Linked DNA regions of Mus musculus: region 1 is linked to region 2. The links are chromatin contacts, called in public HiChIP or PLAC-seq maps. All regions are on one chromosome and are shown on one strand. The core of a region is the stretch at or near the end of the contact, and the rest is flanking DNA. Distances in the headings are between cores, read along the strand shown.

Region 1 (6,282 bases), core at 614-3,113, 400 kb before region 2:
GAGGGTCGCTGGATCACATTAACCACACATAATCACATATATGAGATCTCAAAGCCCTGTCTCTACAATGTCACCCTTCCTCTAACAAGGCTATGCCTCCTCCAATAAGGCCACACCTCTTAATAGTGCCAGTTCCCTTGGGCAAGAATATTCAGACCTATGTTCTGCCATGTGGCTCATCAGTTATCTTGGTTCATTCCTCCATGTCTGGCTGGTGAATCCTCCTATGTCAGAGGCTTTCCCAGAGTTCCTGTCTCTGCCCAGAAGTCCTGCCTATTCTCTCCTCCTTTGCTATAGGCGATTAACCTTTCATTAAACCAATCAAAAGGTGAGGGAGGGAGGGAGAGTTTACAAACTATGATGTAGCCATCTGAATAACAGTACCAAGCCATCTGCACTCAACTCTCTGCCAGCTCAGAAATCAGCATTTAAAGAATACAAAGACAGCCTTTACACAGTGCACAAAAAACCACCCCAACAGATTGCAGTAGCTTTAACTGTGACTCAAAACAAAGCCCCTTGTCCTTGAGTTGCTTTTCTCAGGGTGTTTTTATCACAGCCATAGTTAAAATAGACAGTGTTAGAGATGGGGTGGTGGGAGAACCGAGCATCCAAGAATGGAGGGAGAAAGTATCTAACACATGCAATTGGAATATCTGAGAAAAAGAGAATGCAGAAGAAAAAAAAAGTTTGAAGACATAATGGTTGAGGATTTTTCCAAAATTAGTGAACCACAGATTCAAGAAATTCAGTGAACAGTAGGCAGTCACAGCGATTCTCTTCTGGTCCTCTCTGTGCCCAAGCCCTAGCAACTCTAAAGGTCCTGCCCAGTGCTCAGCCACTGGCTATTGGCATGTTTATTGATGGATCAAAAACCAATTGGGGACAAGGACCTTTAGCATTTGGATACTCAGATTCCCAATTGAATCAAAGCATTAGAACCAACCTCCAACAGCTATTGGCCATCAGATCTTTATTACAACCAATCAGCAGTGAGACAACCTCTGATACAGTTCTAGATGCCTTTAAGTAGGTGAGGAAGGACGAATATTTACAAAATAGAAAACCTGGTGATGAGCCACAGATAGCACCAGAGTTCTGCCCGCATTTAGTTCTGTGCCGGAACAGAACCAACAATTGAAAACACAGAAGTGCATCTTCTCACAACGTCAACAAGGTGATACCACAGACTGTAGTTATCAATGCAGCTTTCTGAAACCACAGAGTCAACTGTGCTTTAATGACTTCTGTTCTTTTTGCCAGTTCAGCTTGCTCAGGACCTCCCCCCTAAAAAGAAGAGGAAATGACCGAGTCTGAGGTAAATATTACATACTGTCTCATCCTCTGCTTCTTCTTACTATAACCGGTGCCATGCATTTGGAACGTCTGTATACATAAAATGTTTTTTTTTTCCCAGAGGAAGTAGCATTAGAAGATTAAAAGTAAGGGAGAGTTCCAGTGTGGCTGTTGTATGAGGTCAGTTCAGAGAGGTTAAAGCTGGGTCTCAAGTTTTAGTCTCATTCTTTTAGGTAGCGTAAACCAGGCGTCAAGTTCATCGTACCACTTTCACTATTTATAAGGCTAAAGCCAATCATTTCATCACAGGAACAAGCCTCTCATTGGTGCCTGGGTCAACGAGAACAATGCTTTGTGGCTCTTTGCAGTTGGTAAAGACTGCATTTTTTGTTTCTCTGTTTTGACTAAAGATGAAATAGTTTCTGTCTAAGTAGAAGCTATTTAGAAGGAGAATCAGAAGGAGTACAAATGAACATCCGCAGCACAGTAAACACAATCCAGAGCTGCCAATGGTGGAGCGTGTCACAGCACTCAGGGACTGTCTCTAAATGGTCAAGCACTGCAGTAAGGGAGTGTCTCTAAAAAGTCAAGTGCTGCAGTCAGGAGAGCACTGCTACTCACAGCAGGAATCCCATCAACACAGTGAAAGAATCAGGAGACTACATTACACTCCAATGGACCCATTCACATGAAGTCTGTAGCCATAGTTGATTAAACAGCTCTAACCTCCCCAGCAGTGGCTGTGAGTTCCTCTCTACTTCCCCAATGTTGTAGATTCTCAAATGAAAGACATACACACACACTCTCTCTCTCTCTCTCTCTCTCATACACTCACACAGCCTTATATTTAATATGCCCTAAGCAGCTAAGTGGCAGGGCCACTCCCAAACCTTCACATGGCTAGCACACTCTCCCTTCCCATGCTCCTGAATTATTACTTACTAAAACCTACATTCCAGCCTGGCTGCCCCAGCCTGCACCCTCCTGGACCATGATCCCCGACTCTTACACGTTGGCTGTCTCTCTGTCCTGCACTTCTAAGGCCTAATCCTTCTACTTCCCTGGCATGGCATGCAGGTCTCCTACTTCCCTGGTCCCTTGTCTGCACATCCTGAAGTCCCACCTCTGTCTCCTTGCCCACCCATTGGCCACCAGCAACTTTATTTGCCAGCCAGAACCATCTCCCGTGCTGGGCATGTAGCTAAGGACTATGTTGAACTGCTCCTTCCAGGACTACAGCCGTACACCGCCTCACACAGCTCACTGTTCGGCTTCTAACACCTCTGCAGAGTCAAACTTCGTTGTGGTGGATTTGGCTTAATGCTTGCATTATGGGTTTCCAAAATGCATGAGAATTCAGCAGTTCAGCTAGGGGAGCTCTATGGAGCATGAGAGACGCAGGGAGGCTCTGAAGGGTGATGCGGCGGCAGAAAGGGAGTCCGCAGAGCCCGAAGCAGCTCTGGAACAAGTATGGGGGTGGGGTGGGAGGAGACAAGTCTTATGGGAGGATGCTTCTGAAAAGTGGACTCATGAAATTGGAAAGATGATGGGGTGGGGAACAGGGATAGGGGTGTAAAGTGAATAAATAAGTTAATTAATGGAAAAGTAAGAAATTGGAAAGATGGTGGAACATATCTACACATGGCAGAGAATGATGACTACCCTTTGCCACTGCATCTCAGCCAGCAAGCTGCAAGCACAAAGGCTGTGCCTGATGCACCACGGGGCTGCCAGTACCGATGAGGCAGTACGGCGGCCTGGCTGGCCTACATCCTACAAACTTAACAGTTGTGCCCGGTGAGCCGTGGGGCTGCAGGAAACAAGGACAGGGTGGTAGGCAGCATCCTGGAGCTCCCTCAGAAACATGTTATTGCTGTATAGGGCTAGTCCTAAACCCTCCAGCATGGAGCCGCTGTGGCTGCAGCCTGTGCTGCTTGCACTGCTGGGAGAGTGAAAGCGTAGGGAAGGGGTGCTGCTCACAGGTCACGCCTGGTGAACCCCCAACTGGCAGACACTGAGGGCAGGGAGGTATGCAGCAGCTAGGAGCGTGCACAGAAACTGCCCCTGGGGCATCCTGCCTAGCCACATTATCACCCTGACTCTGGTTATCAGAGACAAGTCTGGGCAAGGGCCCAATATTTTTGATGACAGATGACCCGTTACAATGAGTATTCGCATGTAAATCTGTTTGGGCAAAAAACAAACTGTGACGCACTGCAGTTTCCGATGTTATTTATATGAAGTAGAGAGGGGGAGATGGAGGAGTGGTGCAGTGATTGAGCAGTGGAGAGAGGCAGAGGTAGAGACCCTGATGACAGATGTGAGAGATGGCTGCTGTGGACAGGGAACGTGGCTAATGGTGTTGGGCGGCAGCCTGAAGCTTGCGCAGACTCAGCCTCAAACATGCTGCGCCCGGGCTCTGAACAACAGGATGTTCGAGATGAGAAATGTTTTCTGAATTGGGCCTCCTCGGAAGATCTCTATGGTCCCTGCTTCCCCTAGAGGCCACAGTGGTATCTCTGGTCCACTGCCCCAGGCTGTGTTGAAGCCCAAGGTTCATGTGGATGTCCTGGGTCCTACAGCAGCCAGGGGCCATGTTAGTATCTGTATCCTGAGTTACCGCTGAAGGCCATTCGAATGTCCAGGGTTTGTGTGGCTGCCTGATGCCATATTGATGTCGTGGTTCATGCTGCCACTGAAGTTCATGTGAAGGTCCGTGGTCCTACTGCAGCTGGGAGGCCTTATTGATGTCCATGGTCCATGTTACCACTGAAGGCCATTTGGAAGCATGTGGCCTGTGCTGTCGTCTGAATTCATGTTGATGTGTATGGATGGTGCTACTGCCAGGGGCCATGGTGATGTGAGTGCCTTGTGTTGTCGCCTGAGCCCGTGTTGCTGTCCTTGGCCTATGCTAACACTGAGGGGTGTGGAGGTGTGATGGTGTCCTGGCCTGTGCTGTGGCCGAGGGCCATGTCTGGGGTCTGCACTGCCATTGGAAACCATGCTGATGCCGGAGGCCGGGTGCTGTCACCAGAAACCACATGGAAGACCATGGTCTGTGCTCGCACTGACTCTAAAGGGCAACGGAGCGACTTTGCAGTGGTAGCAATGGTGGCACATATACAGCTGAGAGATAGGAACATGGAATAGAAGGATTCTGTGACAGCGTACCCCACCTCCCCCCACACCCCCAAAGGAACAGCCTACAAGGAAAATCATCAATGGAGCTTTTTAAAAATTTGATAAGAATTCTGGGGTGCAGCTCTCTACAACTGCAGGCTTCTGGTGGGGTACGGGTAGAGAAGGACTCTGTTTTCTTTATGAAGCTGGCCACTTGGAGTTTGACTGTGCTCCAGTGAGCATCTGGGTAACACAAAATGGACTATTTTTAAAATTTTATTTGGGGGAAGGTCACAATGCGGGGGCACAGACCTTGGAGGACTGAGAAGTGAGTGTGTTGGGGTACATGATGTGAAAATTCCCAAATGATGAAAAATTATGCATAAAAATTCATATTCTTGCAAGGCATGGTGGCTTGCTCATACCTTCACATGCAGCAACACTCTGGAGGCAGAGGGAGGGGATCCTGTGAGTTTTACGGCAGCCTCCCTCCCTCCCGTCCTGATCCATCCCTCTCTGTCTCATGAGAATGCAAACAAGAGTCTACAGGATTATAATAAAGTGTGATATGACATAATCAGGTAAAGCAAACACTAACACATCAGAGTAGACAAAACAGACAGGAGGAAAAGAGCTCTGTCAAAGGCACAAAATTGATACAGACTCAGAGGAAATACTCGCTCACACACTCATGAACCTCACAGAAATGCTAAAGTGGAAAACATAACATATACCCAAGGAAATGAAGGGTAAAAAGAGAGAAAAGTATATAAATAAAATAAAAATAAAATTAATCCCAGCAGATGCAGAGGTGGGTTCATCCCTGAGTTCAAGGCTACAAGTTAAGTTCTAGGAAGGCCAAGGCCAGGGCTACACAGAGAAACCCTGTCTCAAGAAAAAAAAACAAAAACAAAAACCTGTGGCACAAACATTATGAGACACAGGCCCTCCAGAGATGCTGTTGAGTTGGTTTTCTGTTGTCCATCTACTGTGGGGCACTCAGAGTACCCCTAAGAGTGATTTGTGTCCATAGTGAGACGGGAATTTCATTACCACATCAATATCACTGCTTTTTTCGATCTTTTAAAATTATTTCATTGTTAATTTAATTTTGCATGTGAAAATTCATCCCTGTTTTCAAGAGTTTCCATTTGAACGCTGTGCTGTTAAGGAATGTGCAGTGGCTTTCTGAATTTCGTTTGCATCTATTATTATGGCTCCCTTCTGATCAATTCTGTTGGTGACACTGTCCACAGAAGTCTGATACGCTTTCCATTTCTAGTGTTTCGCTGTGGCTCTTCTTCAGTACTTCTGTCACACTGAGTTCCTCTTTCATGTCCTGTGTCTCCGTCCTTATTGCATTCAGCTGCGTGTGTGGTCTCTTGGGATATTTTCAGGCATCTGTTTTATTCTTTGAGTTCTTTGAACACACAAATCCTCTTAAGCTATTTTGGAGGTGGTTTCATCTGTTTATTTTCACTGGATACCACTACTGTAGAGTAATAATGATCTTTGGGGGATTTAGGTTGCCTTGGGTTTTCTTGTTAACTTGAGTATTGTGTTGAGACTTGCATATCTGGAACTAGATGGTTGGTTGAATCTATTTCCTACCTACCTTCCCTTTATTGTTTCAGAGTGGGCATTTCTGGGTTAGCAGTCTCTTTACAGTCTTCACTGTGAAAGGGTACTGGGTTATTATCACCTGGTAGGACTGTGTGTGTGTGTGTGTGTGTGTGTGTGTGTCTGTCTGTCTGTGTAGTGTGTGTGTGTCTGTCTGTGTGTGTATGTGTGTCTATGTATGTGAGTGTGTGTGTGTGTATGTGTCTATGTGTGACTGTGTATGTATGAGTGTATGTGTGTGCGTGT
Region 2 (6,127 bases), core at 1,081-3,580:
CTGGCTGGACCTTAAATTCTCATTCTGATTGGATTAATGGCAGGCCAGCGCATTTTACCTTATATGACCAATTATGTATCAGCTCAGTAAAATTAATAGTCCGAGGGACCACCTACACCTCAATAGAACTGGATGAGTCCGTGATCTGACGCATTCACTAAGACGAGTTAGGAATGTGATAGAGCCCAGACCTTAGCACAACTGACTCCATGGTGGAAGTACCGTTCAGACTGTAAAACTCAGCACATAGACAGCACCAACTGCCAAAACAAAGACCTATTCCGTCAAAGCCCATCCTTGTGGGAAAGTCTCCAGCTGCACAAACCTTGCTTTTTGGTTTCTACAGTTCTGCTTCTGGTTAGTACAGCTAACTATCCTTGTTAACTAAAGTAACTAAAGTATGTTAACCCAGGGTATGGTTTTTGTGCTTGAAGGCTTGCTGCTACTGTGGAATCTCCAACACCCAGTGCAGTTCCCAGCTGGCTAGTAAAGACTGTCTATTAGCTTAAGCCCATGTTTGACCAAGCAGGCTGGGAATTATGGGGTGGCTGGTGCCCAGGCTGGCCTTGAACTCACAATCTCACAATGCTCATCTTGACTCAGCCTTCCCAGAGCTGGGACTACAGATGTAAGCCAACACGCTCAGCTGTTTTGTTCAACGTCTTAGATGGCTTGCAGAAGATTAACTGTCATCTTTGGCCACAAGTTTAGAAATAGAATAGTTTGTCAGCCCCATTCACTGAACTATGTGAACTTCATAGCCACTAAAATTTAAAATTTCATTGTTTTAAAATGCTTTCTGTTGATTTTCAAAAGATTTTTTTTTTTTTTTTTTTGAGCCAGGTGGCAGTGACGCTCCCCTTTAATCCCAGTGCTCAGGAGACAGAGGCAGGCGGATCTCTGGGAGTTTGAGGCTAGCATGGTCTACAAAGATAGTTCCAGGATAGCCAGATCTACACATACACTGTCTCAAAACAACAGCCACAAAGATTTTATGTGTGTGTTTCACCGCCACATAACATCTGTGCACAATGTGTGCAGTGCCTGTGGAGGCCAAAAGAGGGTAACAACTCCCTTCAAACTGGAGTTATAGATGGTTAGGAGCTGTCATATGGGTTCTGGGAACTAAAAGGCAGCAGGCTTTCTTAACTGTTTCTTAACTCTTAGCTCTCTGTGAATCATAAAATAGAATATGTATTGTGACCCAAAACCTTGCCTTGTCGCGGTTCTGTTTTTTTCTAGAATTTGACAGACTCCATCAGACCCTTTCATTCGTTGCTTTGTGTAGTAGATGTTGGGGTTCAGGAATTCACCCCACAAACCATACAAACATGGATCTCAGTTAAGCAAGAATAGTTTATTGAATGCACAACCCAAGACTTATTGATCGCAGCCACCAAAAAAAAAACCCAAAAACCTGGGAGCATAATTGTGGTACCAGTCTGTTCTTATCGCAGGCTTTTTTATAGGAAAAGCCAAGTTCAGAAGTTCAGAAGGCAAGGCTGACTAGACAAAGAATTATCAACTAGCTTTTAGGCTGATTGGTCCTGCATGAGGAAAGGAGTGGTGGATGGGTGGTGAACAGGGGAGTCTCGGAGCACTGGGGTGACTGAGCCTGAGAATTACAACCACAGAGCTATGCCCTTTTAGGAGAAGTTGTCAGTGTCATCTGTGCGTAATTCCCTGAGAACCTGAACTGAATTTCATCTTCTGAGCAAAATGGAGACTGAATACAAAATGGCTGCAGTTATGTTCAAAGGAGCTGGCCTCCACAGTAGCTGAGGGAGGGAGCCTATAGCCCGTTTCCCACAATCCCTTAACTGCTACTTTCCAGTTAGGATCCACCAGAGGGGGAGACTCTGGTGAGAAATTAGAAAAGCAGGAAGAAGAAGACGTAGTCTGCCTGGTTCTGACAGTAGAGACCAGTCTGGCCACCCCATCAGCACCAGGAATGGGTATAATGGGTTTCAGGAGTCCCGGTAGGTCCAGCTCTGCCTCCGGCAATTCTACACCAACAGTGGGTGGGCACTAGCATGAAGCTGCTGATCCACCAAGCTTGCCTCCTGGGGTCCACAAGGCTCACACCTCCAGTTTTGTTTCTCTTACCCTACTCCCTCTCCTTCCCTCCCTCCCTCCCTCTCCTTTTCCCTCTCTCCCTCTCCCTCCTCTCCCTCCTCTCTCTTCTCTCTCTCTCTCTCTCTCTCTCTCTCTCTCTCTCTCTCTCTCTCTCTCTCTCTCTCTCTCTGAGACAGGGTTTCTCTGTGTAGGCCCGGCTGTCCTGGAACTCGCTTTGTACACCAGGCTGACCTTGAATGTGCAGAGACCTGCCTGCCTCCGCCTCCAGAGTGCTGGAACAAAGGGCGTGCAGCACCACGCCCAACTCTCCTAGCCTCCTCTTGTGTTTATAACCATTTTCCTATTTTAAACATTAACTGGGAGCTGGGGAGACAGCTCAGTAGGTAAAAACACTTTCCATGGCAGCCTGATGACCTAACTTGAATTCCTGGAACCTGTGTTTTGAAAAAAACAAAAAACAAAAAAAAAACCCCCGGATACCGTGGTAGGCATCCGTAAGCCCAGTACTTCTACAATGAGATGTGAAGACAGAAGCACTGGCCACTCTGGTGACAACGCAGTGCAGTGACAAGAATAACAAGACTGCCTAGGCCAGGTAGAAGTGAAAAAACAGCTCCTCAAAGTTGTTCTCTCTCTCTCTCTCTCTCTCTCTCTCTCTATCTCTCACACACACACACACACACACACACACACCATGGTATACACATGACCCCACCACCACACAATTAAAAAGCATCTGATTGAACTATCTAAAGTATCTGTCTTTAAAAATATTTATTTAGTGTGTGTGTTTTTTGCCTTCATGTGTGCAGTGCCAAAAAAAGCCAGAAGGTGGCGTCAGATCACTTAGAATTGGAGTTGCAGTTTGAGACTCCGTGTGGGTGCTAGGAACCAAATTAGAGGCCTCTGCAAGAGCGGCGGGTGTTCCTGAGCACTGGGCCGTCTTACCAGCCCTGGACATTGGTTTTCTTGCGTGAATTCAGGCCTTGGCAAGATTCTTGATCGGCTTCCCTTTCATTGGCTTTCTTTCTTCCCTGTAGGGAAGCATGGTTGTCAGGCTTCAAGTGTTCATTTTAACAGTGGTCTCAAATCTTTTAAAATTCCACATTGAAGCCGGGCATGGTGGCGCACGCCTTTAATCCCAGCACTTGGGAGGCAGAGGCAGGCGGATTTCTGAATTCCAGGCCAGCCTGGTCTACAAAGTGAGTTCCAGGACAGCCAGGGCTACACAGAGAAACCCTGTCTCAGAAAAAAAAAAAATTGCACATTGAAGCAATAAAACCTTTAATCATTTATACCAATATATGCATGACTATTTGCAAATTATATACTTGTTTTGCTTTTACAATACATCTATTAAATATGACTAACTGGATGCTGGAGAGAGACCTCAACAGGTAAGAGCATAGCTAGTGTTTTCTATTTGTTTTGTTTTTTGTTTTCCTTTTTCTTTTTGTTTTGGCAAAGGGTTTCTCTGTGTAACAGCCCTTGGCCATCCTGGAACTCCCTCTGTAGACTAGGCTAGAATCAAACTCAGAGATCTGCCTGCCTCTGCCTCCCCGGTGCTGGGACTAAAGATGGGTGCCACCACATCTGTCGAGCACATGCTATTTCTGAAGAGAAGCTGAATTCTGTTGCCAGCAGCTGCATGCCAACAGCCACCTGCAATTCCAGCTCTGGGGAGTCTGAAGCTCCCCGACTTCCGCAGGTACCGCGCTCACACATGGTGCACATAAATACATAAAGGTAAAAAGACATGTACATGTCAAAACCTTCTGAAAATTAGTAACATAGGAGCTAGAGATGTGCAGCTCAGGGCTAGGATGGATGCTTTCCATGACAACAGCATGGGCTCAGTTCTCAGAGCTAGCATGCATACCTAAACTTTTTTATGTTTGTTACAATTTTACTAATGCCTTTTAAATGTTTTTTTTATCTCTGTGTGTGTGATGTGCGTCTTCGGCAACAATGTCTTATGAGGTGTCTTCTGGCCTCAAATTCCTTGTGTAGCCAAGAATAACTTTTTTGAGTTCCTTTTCCTCAAGTAATGGGATTGCAGCACCGTTAGGGTCCTTGTTTAGAGACAGAATCTGGCTATATTACCCTGGCCAACCTTGAACTCACTATTACCCTGGCCGGCTTTGAACTCACTATGTAATCCTGGCCTTGAACTCACTATGTTACCTTGGCTGGTTTTGAACTATGTAACCCTGGCCAGCCTTGAATTTGTGGAAATCCTACTGCCTTTGCCTCACAAGTGATAGGATTATAAGTGTGAGCAACCTCGCACAGTGAGTATTTAATTCTGTTTTGATAGAACATTTACTGCCTGTAGAGTGTTCAGTTAAGACATTTGTTTAAGGTGCCACTGAAGACCACAGGATCCATTCATTAAAACCACTAGAAACAGAAGAATGAGATGTGACTGTTTAGTCACTGTTATAAAGCAGGTGACAGAGGACTCACCACCTTTGAAACACATACCTGGTTAGAGGGAGTTATAATGCATTAAACTGGTGAAGAGGAAGCCAAGACGGGTTTATATATCTTCTCATGGGAGAAGGGGTGGGGGCAAGGATAGTAGATTAGAAGTCAGAGTTAGAGAAATATGGACAGATCAGCAGTTGGAATTTAGACCTAGGACAAGTGGCTGAGGTGCCTATTTAACATACCAAAGCGGACCTGGCCTCCAGGTTCTCCCAGCATCCCTCAGCCCCTACCTGTTACAGGGCATGGCTGACACACCCTGTCCTCTACCCTGAACTTTCCTGGGCTTCTTCTCCCCAAGAGGCTCCTCACTATATAACCCAGACATTTTGGTTTTCTCCCTCTCTCTTCTCCTCCCCCTTCTCACATCTCCTCCCCCCACCCCCACCCCGGTGCATGCTTTTTCTCTCTCTGCTCCCTGCTTTTCTGTCTCCTGGTCTGTGTGGCTACTTCCCTTGACTGCCTAAGAGCTGCCCCACCCCCACCCCCACAATAGACCTGCCTTTATATACTTTAATTTGGCTTGAATTGGTTCATTTCATTGGTGGAGAATACATATCAATAGCTCCTAGGTGGACAGTGTTCCAAGTGCTGGGGCCATGGAACAGATGGGGTCCCCACATTCATCGGAACTGGTGTATCTACGGGATAGATACTCAGGTGGCTCTTAACCTGGGGTGACTTAGGATGTTTTCATTGCAACGATAGGGTTAAAACAGTATATATTCAGGAAGCCAGTAAGGTGGCTCAGTAAGCAAACCTCTTGCTGGCATGCATCTACGTAGTGAGATCCCAGCAAAACTAAGGCCTTAGACATCTGCTACTTAAGTCTCAAGTCATTAGCAAGCAGAGCTGTCCCCAGGGAAGAGAGTCATGTCCTCTGTCGTGCCAGCAAACACTAATGTTTTTCTCATTTTTTTTTCTCTATTGTTTATTTAGGATTAACTGTGGATGGTGAGAAAGGTAGGGGAGGCTCTTTGACCTCCTCACCTTTAACAGGGTATACACCAACTGGCTTTGGGGAGGTTGTCCCACTGTCAGACACATGGTTGCTTTCCCTGGTGACCTGGGAGAAACACATTTAACACTGGCTTAAAGGGATACATCAAAGTTTGTTGCAAAAGAGTACTTTCTGTTTATTCCACATACAGAAACTGTTTTCTAGAGTTGGGTATGGAAAAGAACAAATAAATAAGCAAACAACTTAGTCCTGGCTCTACCTGTGTAGGCCTGGAGATGAAGGTCTAGTTTCTGATGGCCAGGCCTTTCTCCAGCTAAGGAAACTCCTGGCCTTTAGCCGGTCCCAAGCTAGGGAGTGGGAACAATGACATGGGACTCTTTCCTGATGAGATGAATGTCAGCTTGGGGCAGGCTCTTCCAGGCAAGTTCCAGGATTCCGTACTTGGTAATGCCTTTGGGACTAATGGTATACACGTTATTCTGTTCGGGGAGGGGTATGACATTCCGGAACTCCAGAGGGATTTGTGGGGGGTGGGAGCTACCACAAACCAAGCAGTACAGCAGCCGTTCCCCGGGCATCAGCTTTTTGGCCTCCACAGTCTCT

The links. HiChIP or PLAC-seq counts read pairs in DNA pulled down with a chosen protein or histone mark.
Region 1: an H3K27ac HiChIP or PLAC-seq map of embryonic stem cells shows a contact between it and region 2, with 3 times the contacts expected there. The contact joins two enhancer-like sites. A contact is called at or near these places in 1 of 39 promoter capture datasets (liver) and 2 of 115 datasets of contacts at active chromatin or transcription factors (embryonic limb bud and embryonic stem cells).

Annotation. Positions count from the first base shown.
Region 1 is chr7:29,938,527-29,944,808 of GRCm38.p6, reverse strand. Zfp74 (zinc finger protein 74) reads left to right here. Exons shown (of 6, transcript NM_178384.4): 3 at 1,264-1,318. The coding sequence starts at 1,304. Among named protein-coding and RNA genes, the nearest start is that of C230062I16Rik, 10 kb to the left of the region's middle. Within about 2 kb of position 1,863, at least 26 of the 459 cell types and tissues checked have an H3K27ac peak or open chromatin away from gene starts, as enhancers often do. A contact at or near this core is called in embryonic stem cells, where this site is marked.
Region 2 is chr7:29,537,609-29,543,735 of GRCm38.p6, reverse strand. It overlaps 4932431P20Rik. Among named protein-coding and RNA genes, the nearest start is that of Gm38982, 15 kb to the left of the region's middle. Within about 2 kb of position 2,330, at least 4 of the 459 cell types and tissues checked have an H3K27ac peak or open chromatin away from gene starts, as enhancers often do. A contact at or near this core is called in embryonic stem cells, where this site is marked.